Regions from separate parts of the Mus musculus genome. Here regions 2 and 3 are each linked to region 1. A link is a contact called in public HiChIP or PLAC-seq data. All regions are on one chromosome and are shown on one strand. The core of a region is the stretch at or near the end of the contact, and the rest is flanking DNA. Distances in the headings are between cores, read along the strand shown.

Region 1 (4,510 bases), core at 1,595-4,094:
TGGTCTGATGTCCAAAAGGCTGCAAAGTCACCAGTGTGAAGTTTGTGTAGTGATGTTGAGCACCAAGCTCTGACTGGGGGCGCTGCTCTTTGAGAAGTTAGGACTCCAGGGCTGACATCATACAGCTCCCATCCGGGGTTTCCCATCCCATGAGCATCTTGGTCCAGAGAAAACATCGGAGTGTGTAACTGTCTTTCATCTTTGCTTCCATTCATTTCAGTAGTCCCAGGTGTGATGTGCAGTAGACAGCAGAGCTGTTCTAGAAGATCTATAGGGAGGCTGCAGGAGGGGCCTTTTATTTTGATTTTCGGGAAGTCTGGCATTGTGGTACAGCCAGAGGGTCTCAGTCCAGACTTACCACGGAGGCTGTGGGGAAGAGCCTCATTTCTGGATGGCTTTCTCTCTGTCTAGGAGTCTGGGCTTGACTGAGAAGTAGCATGGCTTTGTAAAGATGTGATTCCAGGGCTGGCATGTCACTTGGTGGTAGCCTTGTGTGTGTGTGTGTGTGTGTGTCCCTGGGCTTGATCCCTAGGACCACAAAAAGCACAAACAAACTAAAAAACTCCCATTCCTAGTCAGCTGACTTAAGACCGCTTCAGTACAAGCCCCAGGATGTTTTATTACTTAGTAGGAAGTTCAGGTTGGCCTTGAACTCTCAGCACTCCTACCTTAGCCCCCTGAGTGCTGCCGGCATTACATGTGAACACTTGCGTCAAGGCACCTTTATCTTTGGACATCCAGGCAGGGCTCCTTGGACATAACTCTCCTCAGGATATTTGCATGGCAGTATCCCAGAGAAGAATGGCCTTTCTGTGAGAAAGATCTTTCTAGACACTATAGATCCAGCAGATGCTGGGTCTCACCTCCCGGGAGATACACTTTTCTTTGTAAGTTCTAAGGACAGCAAACAAACAAACAAACAAACAAAGACATATGAATTACAAGTGTACACTTAGACGATTCTTACAGAGATGAGGGTAAAGTTCTACCTGCCTAGAATCACCTACAGTGTTTGTTGAAAATGCAGATTTTGCCAGATGTAGTGGTACATTCTCTTTCTCTTCTTTTCTCTTTTCTTTCCTTTCTTTCCTTCTTTCTTTCTTCCTTTCTTTCTTCCTTCCTTTCTTTCTTTCTCTCTCTCTCTCTTTCTTTCTTTCTTTCTTTCTTTCTTTCTTTCTTTCTTTCTTTCTTTCTTTCTTTCTTTCTTTCTTTAAGATTTATTTATTTCATGTATGTGGGTACACTGTCACTGTCTTCAGACAACCCAGAAGATGGGATTGGATCCCATTACAGATGGTTGTGAGCCACCATGTAGTTGCTGGGAATTGAACTCAGAACCTCTGGAAGAGCAGTCAGTGCTCTTAACAGCTGAGCCATCTTTCCAGCCTGGTACATTCTTTTAACGCCAGCATTCTGGAGGCAGAGGTGGGCGGAGGGTGAGTTCAAGGCCAGCCTGGTCTACAGAGTGAGACCTCAAAACAAAAACAAAAACAAAAAACAAGCAAACAGAAAGAAAGGAAGGAAGGAAGAAAATAAAATGCAGATTTTGAGACTCACTTCCAGAATTTCTCCAGGCCACGCTTTGAAGGCTCTGGTGTTGCTCAGGCTGAGTTAGGGTGGTTCACAAAGCCTGTGTCTGCTTCCTCCAGGGAAAACCTCCCCAGCCGCTTCAAGTTCAAGGAGTACTGCCCCATGGTGTTCCGAAACCTCAGGGAGAGGTTCGGCATCGATGACCAGGACTACCAGGTAGGTACGGAGCTGTCTTGGCACAGCAGGGGGATTCAGAGATGTGGGGGTCAGGAAGCCACAAGATGGGCAGGGGTCAGAGTGTCAGCTGTCCCTGGGCTACTGCATCTCCCTGTCCAAGCTCACGCCTAGTGCCAGCAGACCAGGACTGGTAAGCCTGTAGGAGCCTTAGAGGATGCTCCTGCTTTGGGGGGGTGGGAGGGGGGAGCAGCGGGAGATTGCTGTGTGGGAGCAGCTTTTTGTCAGTCTGACACGCCCAGTCTAGGCTGAAGAACCCTTCCTTGGTAGTTTGACTGAGATAGAGCGTGCATGCAAGGAGGCCTGTTAAAAGCAGGTAAGACAGATTAGCAAAGAAAGGCATCAGGGGTAGCAACCTACATCATCCTACTGCCAAGTTAGAGCACCACTCCTGAGCGTGCCCCCTGTCTTCCCGGTGGTGGGCCGGGGACGGGCGACTGCTGCCTTCAGAGCATGATCCTGTCCTAGAAGCCACTGGCCTATGGGGAATGTCAGTCAGGGCAGCAGAGTCTGACTCAGCAGCCATGGCTCTGCACCGGCTCTACCTTGCGCTTAGAGCCCCTTCTTTTCCTGGCACACAGCCTGCTAGTGAAGGTGGAGATTTCCTTTGCCCTTAAGCAGTGACTTTTTCAGTCACCTGTGCTGATACCACAGCGGGATCAAAAACAAGTGCCTAAACCCCAGAAAGCTCTGTTGTGAACCTGCTAGAATTCACAGGGTCTGGAGATGAGAGCCTTCCCTTCCCCTCCCCCCACTCAGGAGGCCACACAGGCAGCTATTAGTGTCCTGAGGAAGGAGGGGAGAGCACACGCCAGGCTTGCGACGGACCTAAGCCGGAGGAAAGGTCCATGGCTGAGAAGTCCTGAGGTCGCCTCCAGCTCCTCTGCTGAGAGCAAACCCTGAACCCAGTCATAACCTGAATGGAGTCTGCTTTTCTGAAAATGTCTTGCCATTTCTGCCACCCCAAGTGGCTTGGCTCTGTTCCTTCCCCTGTGGTTTGTCCCCTGTCCCTGGGCTGTCTCACCACATCCTCTCCGTGTCTGCATCCTGCCTCTAATAGCCTTTTGGGCACATGACGTGCTCAAGGCTGAAATGAGGGCAACAAGGCTGCTGTTCAGGGAGGGGACGCTTAGCTCATGTGTTCAAAGTGCTCGGGAGTCCCAGATGCTGCACACAAGGCAGGCGGCAGGGCTGTGTATCAATCCTCACCTGGCTTACTGTTACAGGGCCAGGCAGGGAGAGAGGACACCTGGTTGACACAGCCTACTCACCTTTTTTGGGCTGGGGACTTATAGGACAGGCTTCTTTAATTTAGCACCCTTACTACTGAATGCCAGCACTCCCGACCTCTTGGTATTGCTGCCCCTGGGAAGAGAGTGCTGGTTCCCCATGGGGTTGTTGTTGTTATTGTTGTTGTTGTTGCTGTTGCTCATTTGTCTTTTGAGTTTATCATGGAGCTCTGACTAACCAGGCACCTGCTATGTAGACCAGGCTAACCTTGAATTCACAGAGATCCACATGTCTCTATCTCCTGAGTACTGAGATTCAAGATGTGTGTCATCAAACCTGGCCTTTATATTTAAGTCATTTTATTTTTAATTACGGGTGTGTCTGTGTGTGGTATGTGTGAGCCAGTGCCATGGCACTCAGAGCTATCGGATTCCCCTGGAGTAGGAGTTACTGTTATGTGCTGGGAATAGATGTTTCAAACCACTAAGCCATCTCTCCGGCCCCTCCAGAAGGTTTTGTGAGGTTGTATTAAGTGACCAAGAAGGACTTCATGAGATTGGGGAAGGTTGGGCAAAGAACCTCCCTGGGAACAGGTCCCAGCGGGTGTGATTTTAGTAACCTGGGCAGCAGGATCACCCCTGCATCTTACCTCCTGAAGTCCACATGCCCTTGTCTATATACATGTCTCACCCTCTCTGGGCTTCTCTGAGCATAGCGGGGGACAGAGGACGAGAGACGGAAGCACAGGCCCCTCTCATTGCCTTCCGACATGCACAGATGAGGCAGGCCCACCCAAGGGAGGCACTGGCAAGAGAGATGACATCATCCTTTCAAGTGATGGGATCAATACCTAGGAAAGAGGCATCCATGCCCGTGGCTCCCTGAGCTGGGCCTTTTGAATCTTTCCTAAGTTCTGTTACCCAAGAGACTCAGTGGTCCCCTTGGTCTGTCTCCCTGTGTCCCGAGTGTCGAAACTTTAAGCAGCTCGCTTGAGGCCATATTGCTTGTGAGGGTCAAGATGAGAACTCGGTCACCTCACACTGAGGCGGTTCTAGTTTCGAGAGCAGCTCTGGGGGTGAGAACAGACGTGTCACACATCAAACACAGAGCCTCGTCTGAGGTCAAAGGTCGGAGCAGCTCTGGTTATCTGGAGAAGCACTGCAGCCAGGGATATGAACACCCTAAGAAAAAAGGGGCTAGGAGACGTCCACCCTGGGCACCTCTGCCTCGGTGTTTGTCTGTCTGTAGAAGTTCTGAGTTGAAGCCAGGATCTTAGGGATGGAGAGGTAGCTCAGCAGGGGGGTGCTTCTCCAGCATGCACAAAGCCCTGAGTTCACCTCTTAGCACTGTGGGAAAGAGAAGGGAAACAAACAAACAAACAAACAAACAAACAAACAAACAAACTGTGTTTCTCATCAAAATCAATTGCTTCTGTTTGGACCCCTCAGAATTCAGTGACACGCAGTGCACCTATCAACAGTGACAGCCAGGGCAGGTGTGGCACTCGCTTCCTCAC
Region 2 (4,037 bases), core at 1,487-3,986, 290 kb before region 1:
CACTATCTCAGAAATAGTCAACTTTTAAAAAAATCTTCATTTTGGCCAGGCAGTGGTGGTGGTGCACGCCTTTAATCCCAGCACTTGGGAGGCAGAGGCAGGTGGATTTCTGAGTTCAAGGCCAGCCTGGTCTACAGAGTGAATTCCAGGACAGCCAGGACGACACAGAGAAACCCCGTCTCAAAAACCCAAAACAACAACAAAACAAACAAGCAAGCAAAAAATAAATAAATAAAAAATCCTCATCTTGGTGGTGCTGCACGCCTCCAAGCCCAGCATTTAGGAGGCAGATCTCTGGAAGTTCATGGTCAGCCTGGGCCAGATGAGCTACATAATGAAACCCTGTCTCCAATCATCAAATAAAACAAACAAACAAAAATCTACATTGTTTTACAACTTATGAAACAGACTGGGTTTCTTTCTTCTCCCTTCTCTTCTTCTTCCTCCTCCTTTTTGTGGGAGGATCTGTAGACCTTACCCAGTCTGCACGTCCTCTGTAAAACAGGCTGACCTTGTACTCACAGAGGCCTGCTGCCCCTGCCTCTAGAATGTTGAGGTTAAAGGCCCTCCTGTCATTCCTAGCTAGAGAGGCCCATGCTGCTGCCTCTTGCCAGGCTCTGTTGTCCTCAGTGTGCAGACAGGAACCCTGCCAGTGTTGGCAATGTTCATGGTTTCCTCACTACTCAGGGTCCTTATCAGATGATGTGATCAGAGAATGAACATCACTTCTCAGAATCCACAGTGAGGAATCCAAACAGCACACAGGCTCTAGGCAAGCAAAACGCAGAAAATAGTCTTTATTTTAGGGCACTGGACGTTGGCAAAGCTGCTTCTTCTTCTTCTTCTTCTTCTTCTTCTTCTTCTTCTTCTTCTTCTTCTTCTTCCTCTTCTTCTTCCTCTTCTTGTTTTTCGAGACAAGGTTTCTCTGTGTAGCCCTGACTGCCCTGGTTCTGGAACTCACTTTGTAGAAGACCAGGCTGTCCTCACTCTGCCTCCCAAGTGCTGGGATTAAAGGCGTGCACCACCACTGCCTGACTTCATCTTTTTTGTTTGTTTGTTTTTCGAGACAGGGTTTCTCTGTATAGTCCTGGCTGTCCTGGAACTCACTTTGTAGACCAGGCTAGCCTGGAACTCAGAAATCTGCCTGCCTCTGCCTCCCGAGTGCTGGGATTAAAGGCGTGCGCCACCATGACTGGCTCCGGCTTCATCTTCTTATCTCTCTGCTCTCTGAGCTGGATGGAGGAGGAAGAACTGGTCCTCTTGCCACAGATGGCTCCCATGCTGCTCATTAAGCACCCCCAGAAGCCCAGCCATCATTTTTTTGTTGTGGGACTTTTTTTGTTTGTTCATTCATGTTTTTTTTTAAGGTTTATTTTATTTATATGAGTTACTGTAGATGTCTTCAGACACATCAGAAGAGGGTATCAGAAGCCATTACAAACGGTTGTGAGCCAACATGTGGTTGCTGGGAATTGAACTCAGGACCTCTGGAAGAGCAAATAGCTAGTGCTCTTAACCACTGAGCCATTTCTCCAGCCTCCTTGTTCATTCATGTTTTGTGACAGGGTCTCTCTATGTAGCTAAGGCTGGCCTCAAACTCATGATGTGATCTAGGCTGGCCTCAAGCCCCCAACATGGCTGTACACCATCAGACCCAGCTTCTGGGCCTCTTACTGTTCTCTCATCTTGCCAAGAATTTCAGTGGGCAAAGATACCATAGTATTAGCAACACTGTAGGAAACAAAGAATGCTTGTTTGTTTATTTGAGACGGGGCTTCTCTATGTAGCCCAGGTTGTCCTGAGGGTCACTATGTAAATGAGGCTGACCTGCCTCTGTCTCCATAGTGTTGGGATTAAATGTGTGCTCCACCACTGCTTGGTGGAGGTCGACCCTTTTAGGATCCAATAACCAGCTGAGCCGGAGCCACAGTTCTGGGACATTTGTTCCTCAGTCAAGGATAAAGGAGAGAGACAACCCTAGGTCAACAGTCATGGTGTATAATTTTGAATAGCTCCTCCCCCCGTTTATACTTCCTCCTCTTCCCCTTCTCTTAGAAGCAACAGGGACTTGCCAAGCCTGACTCCTGGCCTTTTGGAAGAGCCTATGAGACCTCAGTAACTGATGAGGTCGAAGCATTCCTGGGTCCCTGGATAGCAATCCTAATGTCCCTGGTGGCCTTCTTTGGACACTCACCCCATCATCCAGGCCCGGCTGGGGCCAGTAGACCTAGAGCCCGGTTGGAGAGGGAGGTCTACTCAGCTAGTTTCATGGCGGCCTGGGCCTGACACTGGGGAGAAAGGAGTTAAAGGCAGGTCCCAGGATCACAGGGACCGGGAAGTTCCGGTGGCCCAAGCTAGAGTCGCTCAGGGAGACCAGCTGAGAGAGTAGTTTGGGACAGAAAGGGAGGCGGTACCAGTCATACCGAGCGGCGTTTCACCACCTCCCCACCCCCCCATCAACGCTTGGCACACACTGGTAAACGCCCCCCACCTCCATCCCAGCCTCAAGGCCGGTTTCCCCTTAGTCCCCTGCAGGCCGCCCTCATCCCAGTCTAATCGGAGGACAGCGATCGAGCCCCTCCACGTTCTGGAGGCCAGCGGGGCTACGCCACTCGGCCATTGTCTGCGCGCAGCCGGTTGAGGGGCTCGAGGGGCGGGGCCGCGGCGCGGGGCGGGAGCGAGGGAGGGGCGGGGGGAGATGCTGAACCTTCAGGGGCGGAGGCGGCGGCGGCGGCGACGGCGGCAGCGGCCGCAGAGAGCACAGCGCGAGCCGGGAGGGCAAGCAAGGCGGCGAGCGTGCAGCCGGAGGTCCAGCTGGGAGACTGCACCCGGTGCTGGCTGCGCGACGCCGCGCTGCTCTGGGCTCGGACGGCCTCTCCCATGCGCTGAGAGCGCCCGGCTGGGCTGGGAGGGCGGCCGGACCGGAGGATCCTCTCCATGGTCCAGAAGAGCGGCATGTCCCGGGGCCCTTACCCACCTTCCCAAGAGATCCCTATGGAGGTCTTCGACCCCAGCCCACAGGTAAGGCGAGGTGGCAAGCTCGAGGGAAAGGGCCGCTCCTACGGATCTTGGGGTCGGCTTGGAAAGCCCCGGGAAGGAAAGGGTTATATGCCCCGCGTGGATGGGAGAGGGGTGTCTGCGCGACCCTCCATTCTCGAGGGTTAATGATCGATGGACTATTGGTCCGAGTCGGGTTGCGGTGCTGCGGAGCGGAGAGGAGGCGGTTGGAATGCCTGTCAACCTCGCCTCCAGGTCTCCCCCGCGTCCAGGTTCCTGCTGCTGGGGTACTGGCTCCAGCAGGCTGACAGCGGGGATGCTGATGGGGGTTGGGGGGAATCCAGGCCTTGAGAAGCGGAGTTGGAGGGAGGCTGGAGAGCGAATCGGGCGAGGGGGGCGACGCAGAGCACGTTTAGGGGCGCTAGTGGGTGTGGGTGGGGCGGGGGTAATACTGGGAAAAGGCCTAGACGATGGTCAGAGGGCGTTGCCAACAGGCCTTCGAAGGCTCAGACATTGGCTTTCGAAGGTGGAGAAGAGATCAGCTCAGGGAGGCCCTCCCCTAGTCACCTGGTCTCCATCCCTGTCTTGGATGTTTCCCTACTCCCAACACCCACATTAGCTTACCCCACCCCCTGCCCCAAGGGGTGGGAGCCGCCAAAGTTTGGAAAGTTGGATGGGTGCCAACTCACTGTCTTGGAGTGGAGGTCGCTGTTTTACCTGGGGGAGGGGCGCTGCCCTCTAGCACGTTCACTTTTCCTATGTGCCTGGGTTATTCCTAGGTAGGGGCGTTCTTGGGCATACAAGGTCCCCCTAGAATGACCAGCAGGGCATGTGGTGGCCATGCCAGGGGATTTCTCTAGGACTTGTCCTTCTCCAAGGATAGCATTAACACTTGCATTGCTGTGGCCAGCCTGGAGCAACTGTAAGCAACATGATGTGGTTGATGGGTGTGTATGGGGGGGGGGGTCAGGTCAGACCTAAAAATACTTCGTCTCTCCACCCCAGGCCCCTTGGAGTCTGGGAGGCAGCTGACTGATGCC
Region 3 (4,445 bases), core at 793-3,292, 290 kb after region 1:
ATGATCTTCTAGGTCTGGGGAGCCGGCTCCCTCCCATTTCCTCTGGGAAAGGAATGTGGGGTGGGCCCCAGAGCCCGAGGGGGAGGGGCAAGCCTGGGAAATACCAGGCGTTGCTGAGATTTCTATTCCAAGCCTTCCTGCACAGTGTCCTCCCCCACACCCAGCCTGCTGCTTCCTCCCCCACTGCTGGAATCACCCGCTGGCCAGCCCCTCCCAGCCCCCTAAGTGAACAGCTGGCACTTATGAGGGTCCCTGCCCAGCAGCTCAGGACTGTACCCCTAAGAAAGAACACTCAGAATTCTAAAAGGGACTGCTACTTGTGACCCTTCCCTAAGCACTGGATATCCACGATGGCCTTTTTGGGGTGCTGGGGGGTGGCAGAGGCAGGATCTTACTATGTGGCCCTGGTGGCATTGAACTCTGTTTACAGCCTAGGCTGGCCTTGAACTCTCAGTAACTCCTCTGCCTTAGCCTCCTGAATGTTGAGATTTACAGGCATTTACAACCAGAGAAGGTTCTTAGTTGGTATGCACACATGTATGTATATATGTATGTATGTATGTATGTATGTATGGATGGATGGATGGATGGATGGATGGATGTGTTTTAGACATGGTTTCAAGGTTGGCCTTAAATTCTCTGTGTGGCTAAGGATGATTTTGAACTCCTGCCTCCACTTCTCAAAGGTCTGGAGTCACAGATGTGTACCACCATACCTGGCTCCCACTTTTGTTGTTGTTGTTGTTGTTTGTTTCTCGAGACAGGGTTTCTCTGTGTAGCCCTGGCTGTCCTGGAACTCACTCTGTAGACCAGGTTGGCCTTGAACTCAGAAATCCGATTGCCTCTGCCTCCCACATGCTGGGATTAAAGGTGTGCGCCACCACGGCCCAGCTGGCTCCCACCTTTAAAAAGGATTTATTTTTATTATTTTTAACGTGTGTGAGTTCACATGCACAGGAGTACAGACCCCACAGGAAGACGGAAGAAGGCATCGGCTCCCATGGAGCTGAAGTTATAGACAACTGTAAGCCACCCACATGGGTTCTGGGAATAAAACTCAAGTCTTCTTGCAAGACACTGTGTACTCTGAGCCATCTCTCCATCCCCTGTTCTCCTTTTTGAGGAGGTGAGGCTTTGAACTAACTCTGTAGACTAGGCTAGCCTTGGATTCACAGAGATCCACCTGCCTCTGCCCCCTGGGTGCTGGAAAGAAAAGCATGCACCGCCACGTCTACCTCCACCCTCCTACCTCAACCCCCTTAAAGACAAGGATGGAGAAAGAGAAGGCTTCACCCCTGTGATACCAGGACTGCATCCCAGGGCCTGACCCCCCTCCCCCTAGATCCCTCGACATTACCTTCTGGGTTATCCATTCAACTACCACATGTGGAGTGGTGCCATGGGCCAGGGTGAGACCCCTTGGAAATCTAAGGCACGCACAGTCCCTGCCAGCAGGGCCCTTGTGTCAGGAGTGCCTCCAGCGTCCCCCAGCTCCAGACTCTGGCCCAGCCAGCTGCTCTCATTGACACGGGTCAGGCAGTCCTCACACCCAAAGGGGAATCCTGACATGCTGTCAGGGGCCTGGACTTCAAAGAAGAGCAGTAATGGGTAATGGGCTGTCCCAGGCTAGCCCTCCAGGAGACGAGGGTTGAAAGCAGAGGAAAAGAAGTCTGCAGAGTCACCAGGAACCAGGGGCAGGGAGGAGAGCTGCCCAGAGCCCGAGGGTCAGGGACAGAAGGAGGGAAGCTGATAGATACACTGCTGAGCCTGAGCTCAGGAAGCCAGAGTCACAGGGCTCAAGGTCAGGCCCGCCCGCTCTTCCTTCCTCTGCTTGCTCAGCACCTCCTCCGAGACCTTAGGTCCCCGAACCGCAGGTGACCAATAGGAGCCCCCACCCCCACCCCCGAGAATTATCCATCTGGTCTCTCACACCATCAAACACAGACCCGTAGCCACCCACAACCTCACACACAGTGACAAATCCAGAGGTAGGGCTAAGGTAGCCATGGGAGCATGTGACAGACAATGCCTGCCCCCTGGCCTAGTCTCCTCCCTTCAGGGCAGTGCCTCCTGGGCCTCCTCCACCCTTTAGCCCCATTCACAGCTCAGTTCCCAGCTTCGATCGAGCAGAGGCCCCTTCTGACATGCCCTAACAGGCCAAGTTGACAAGCAGGCCAGGCAGGCTGAAGCTCCCACCCCCTCCACTGACATGCATCACATCGGCAGCGAAGCAGGGGACCCTGGGCTGCTCCAGACAGCTGGCACCAGGTGACTCAAAAGGTCTTCCCTACCTGGGCTCTCCTTCTCAGACCACAGTGACACACCAGTGATCCCTGCCCCTCTCAAAGTGGGTCATAGCCAAGGAAGAGGGAGGCTGAGGTAGGGGGCAGGGGAGTATTTTCCATGCCTGGCACCCAACCACCATCTGTCCAGGAGGGAAAGGAACAATCGCAGACAGGAGTCAGCACACAAAATGAAGGTGGGTCCAAACTTTCACCCAAAGGATGTTGGAAGGATTAAATCAACAAAAGAAAGCCTTAGCAGGGTGTGATAGTACCTGTCTGTACTTTCAACTGAGGAAGCAGGACAGTTAGAGGATAGCATAACCGTTTCAAAAACAAAAAATGAAAATCTCAGCACCGACCCAGGGTACACAGTAGGAGCTTGAAAATGCAAGCTGTTTAATATCCAGCCACGTAGCTACTCAGCTAGGCTTGCACAAGACACAGTGACAAGGCACATGCAGAACTTGCCATCATGGCCCCTCCCACTGCTGACCTACAGAGGCACCGTAGCTCCGCCCACAGCTGACCCGAGGCATTTATTGGCTGAGACACACTCCCTTCCCTCACAGGGGGAAGAAGGCCCACAGACCTGGCCTCTAGGCCCTCTGGGAATGGACAACATGAGACCCCAAGTGTGGCAGTAGAGGAGGAGTATGCCAGGCTGGCACGCGAGAGCCCAGCAGGAGGTCGCTGACGCCGAGGGGGCGGGGCTGAAGGCAGAGTCTTTGCTCTCTGTGGGAAATGAGCACTTACTGAAGAGAGGGAGCTCGGAGTCAGCCACAAAGTAAACACCCAGGCCATTGCCAAGGCAACCACAGCCAGTGTGGGTCAGGGCCCACCACAATCCCTCCACCCAGACACCCCTGCGCTGTCTTCGGTCTTCTGGGTGTCCTCTCTTCTGGCAGCTCCCTGTGAGTAAGGGCTTGTAGCCCCATGGCAGGCTGGGGTCTCTGGAATACCTGGCCTGCATCTATCTGTCCCTAGTGACAGGAGAAAGAAACTGCAGCCTCTCCCTTTGGACAGACAGCTCCTAAGGATGAAGGCTACTGCTTTTCAGAAGTGGATTTGCCCTAGAGTGCCTTTGTCCAGAGCAGGCTTTCAGAAACTGCTGGGATGGAATAATAGTTCAGTCAGTAAAGGGCCTTGGGAGAATAAGGACTCAAGTTCAAGCCCAAGCAAGTTAATAAAAATAAATAAATAAAAGTTAAAAAAAAAAAAAGCCGGGCGTGGTGGCACAGGCCTTTAATCCCAGCACTCGGGAGGCAGAGGCAGGCGGATTTCTGAGTTCCAGGACAGCCAGGGCTACACAGAGAAACCCTGTCTCAAACCCCCCCCGCCCCCCCCCAAAAACGTCCAGGTGTGGCAGTGTGTATGTAATCTCGGTGTTGTCCCAGTGCTGGGGAGGCAAAACAAATGGTTCGCTGTGGTTCACTGACCAGACAACCCTAGCCTACTTGTTGGGCTCTAGAAAAATGAGAGGCCCTGTATCAAAATAACAAGGCCTAGGTTAGGACACTAGCTGCTTATACAGAGGTCCTGAGTTGAATTCCCAGCAACCACATGGTGGCTCACAACCATCCGAAATGGGATCTGATGCCCTCTTCGGTCTGATGTCTTCTTCTGTCATGCAAATACAGTACTCATACATAAATAAATGCATCAAAAATTCATGGGGGGGGATGGGGACTTTGTGAAGGGGTAACCGGGAAGGGGGATATCATTTAAAATGTAAATGAATAAAATAATTAATAAAAAAATCAGCCAGGCAGTGGTGGCACACGCCTTTAATCCCAGCACTTGGGAGGCAGAGGCAGGCGAATTTCTGAGTTCAAAGCCGCCTGGTCTACAGAGTGAGTTCCAGGACAGTCGGGGCTATGCAGAGAAACCCTGTCTCGAAAACAAACAAACAAAACAAAACAAAATATCAATGTAGAATTACTATATGATCCAACAATTACAAACCCAAAAGCACAGAAAACACGTAAGTATTATTCACAAAAGTGTTCTAGGTCAGGCATAGTGGCATATGACACCTGAGGGGCAAAGGCAAGCAGATCTCTGAGTTCAAAGCCATCTTGGTGTACACTGCAAACTCCAGGCCAATCGAGGCTACAAAGCAAGACTTAGTCTCACAAAATAAAACAGACAGGCCAGGCAGTG

What was found. HiChIP or PLAC-seq counts read pairs in DNA pulled down with a chosen protein or histone mark.
Region 2: a contact with region 1 is called in an H3K4me3 HiChIP or PLAC-seq map of bone marrow-derived macrophages, with 3 times the contacts expected there. The contact joins the promoter of Cacnb1 here to the enhancer-like site in region 1. A contact is called at or near these places in 1 of 39 promoter capture datasets (liver), 10 of 115 datasets of contacts at active chromatin or transcription factors (bone marrow-derived macrophages, craniofacial prominence, double positive thymocytes and 6 more) and 2 of 9 other capture datasets (adipose tissue and liver).
Region 3: an HNF4G HiChIP or PLAC-seq map of pancreatic cancer cells shows a contact between it and region 1. The contact joins two enhancer-like sites. A contact is called at or near these places in 1 of 39 promoter capture datasets (pre-B cells), 2 of 115 datasets of contacts at active chromatin or transcription factors (embryonic stem cells and pancreatic cancer cells) and 2 of 9 other capture datasets (embryonic stem cells and liver).

What each region holds. Positions count from the first base shown.
Region 1 is chr11:97,726,790-97,731,299 of GRCm38.p6, reverse strand. It overlaps Pip4k2b (phosphatidylinositol-5-phosphate 4-kinase, type II, beta), which reads left to right. Exons shown (of 10, transcript NM_054051.1): 3 at 1,650-1,746; 4 at 4,443-4,510. Among named protein-coding and RNA genes, the nearest start is that of Pip4k2b, 16 kb to the left of the region's middle. Within about 2 kb of position 2,844, at least 128 of the 459 cell types and tissues checked have an H3K27ac peak or open chromatin away from gene starts, as enhancers often do. A contact at or near this core is called in bone marrow-derived macrophages, double positive thymocytes, pancreatic cancer cells and 1 more, where this site is marked.
Region 2 is chr11:98,021,326-98,025,362 of GRCm38.p6, reverse strand. Cacnb1 (calcium channel, voltage-dependent, beta 1 subunit) reads left to right here and starts at 2,736. Exons shown (of 14, transcript NM_001282977.1): 1 at 2,736-3,021. The coding sequence starts at 2,938. It also overlaps a transcript of Rpl19 not described here.
Region 3 is chr11:97,433,603-97,438,047 of GRCm38.p6, reverse strand. It overlaps a transcript of Arhgap23 not described here. Among named protein-coding and RNA genes, the nearest start is that of Arhgap23, 14 kb to the left of the region's middle. Within about 2 kb of position 2,042, at least 342 of the 459 cell types and tissues checked have an H3K27ac peak or open chromatin away from gene starts, as enhancers often do. A contact at or near this core is called in pancreatic cancer cells and pre-B cells, where this site is marked.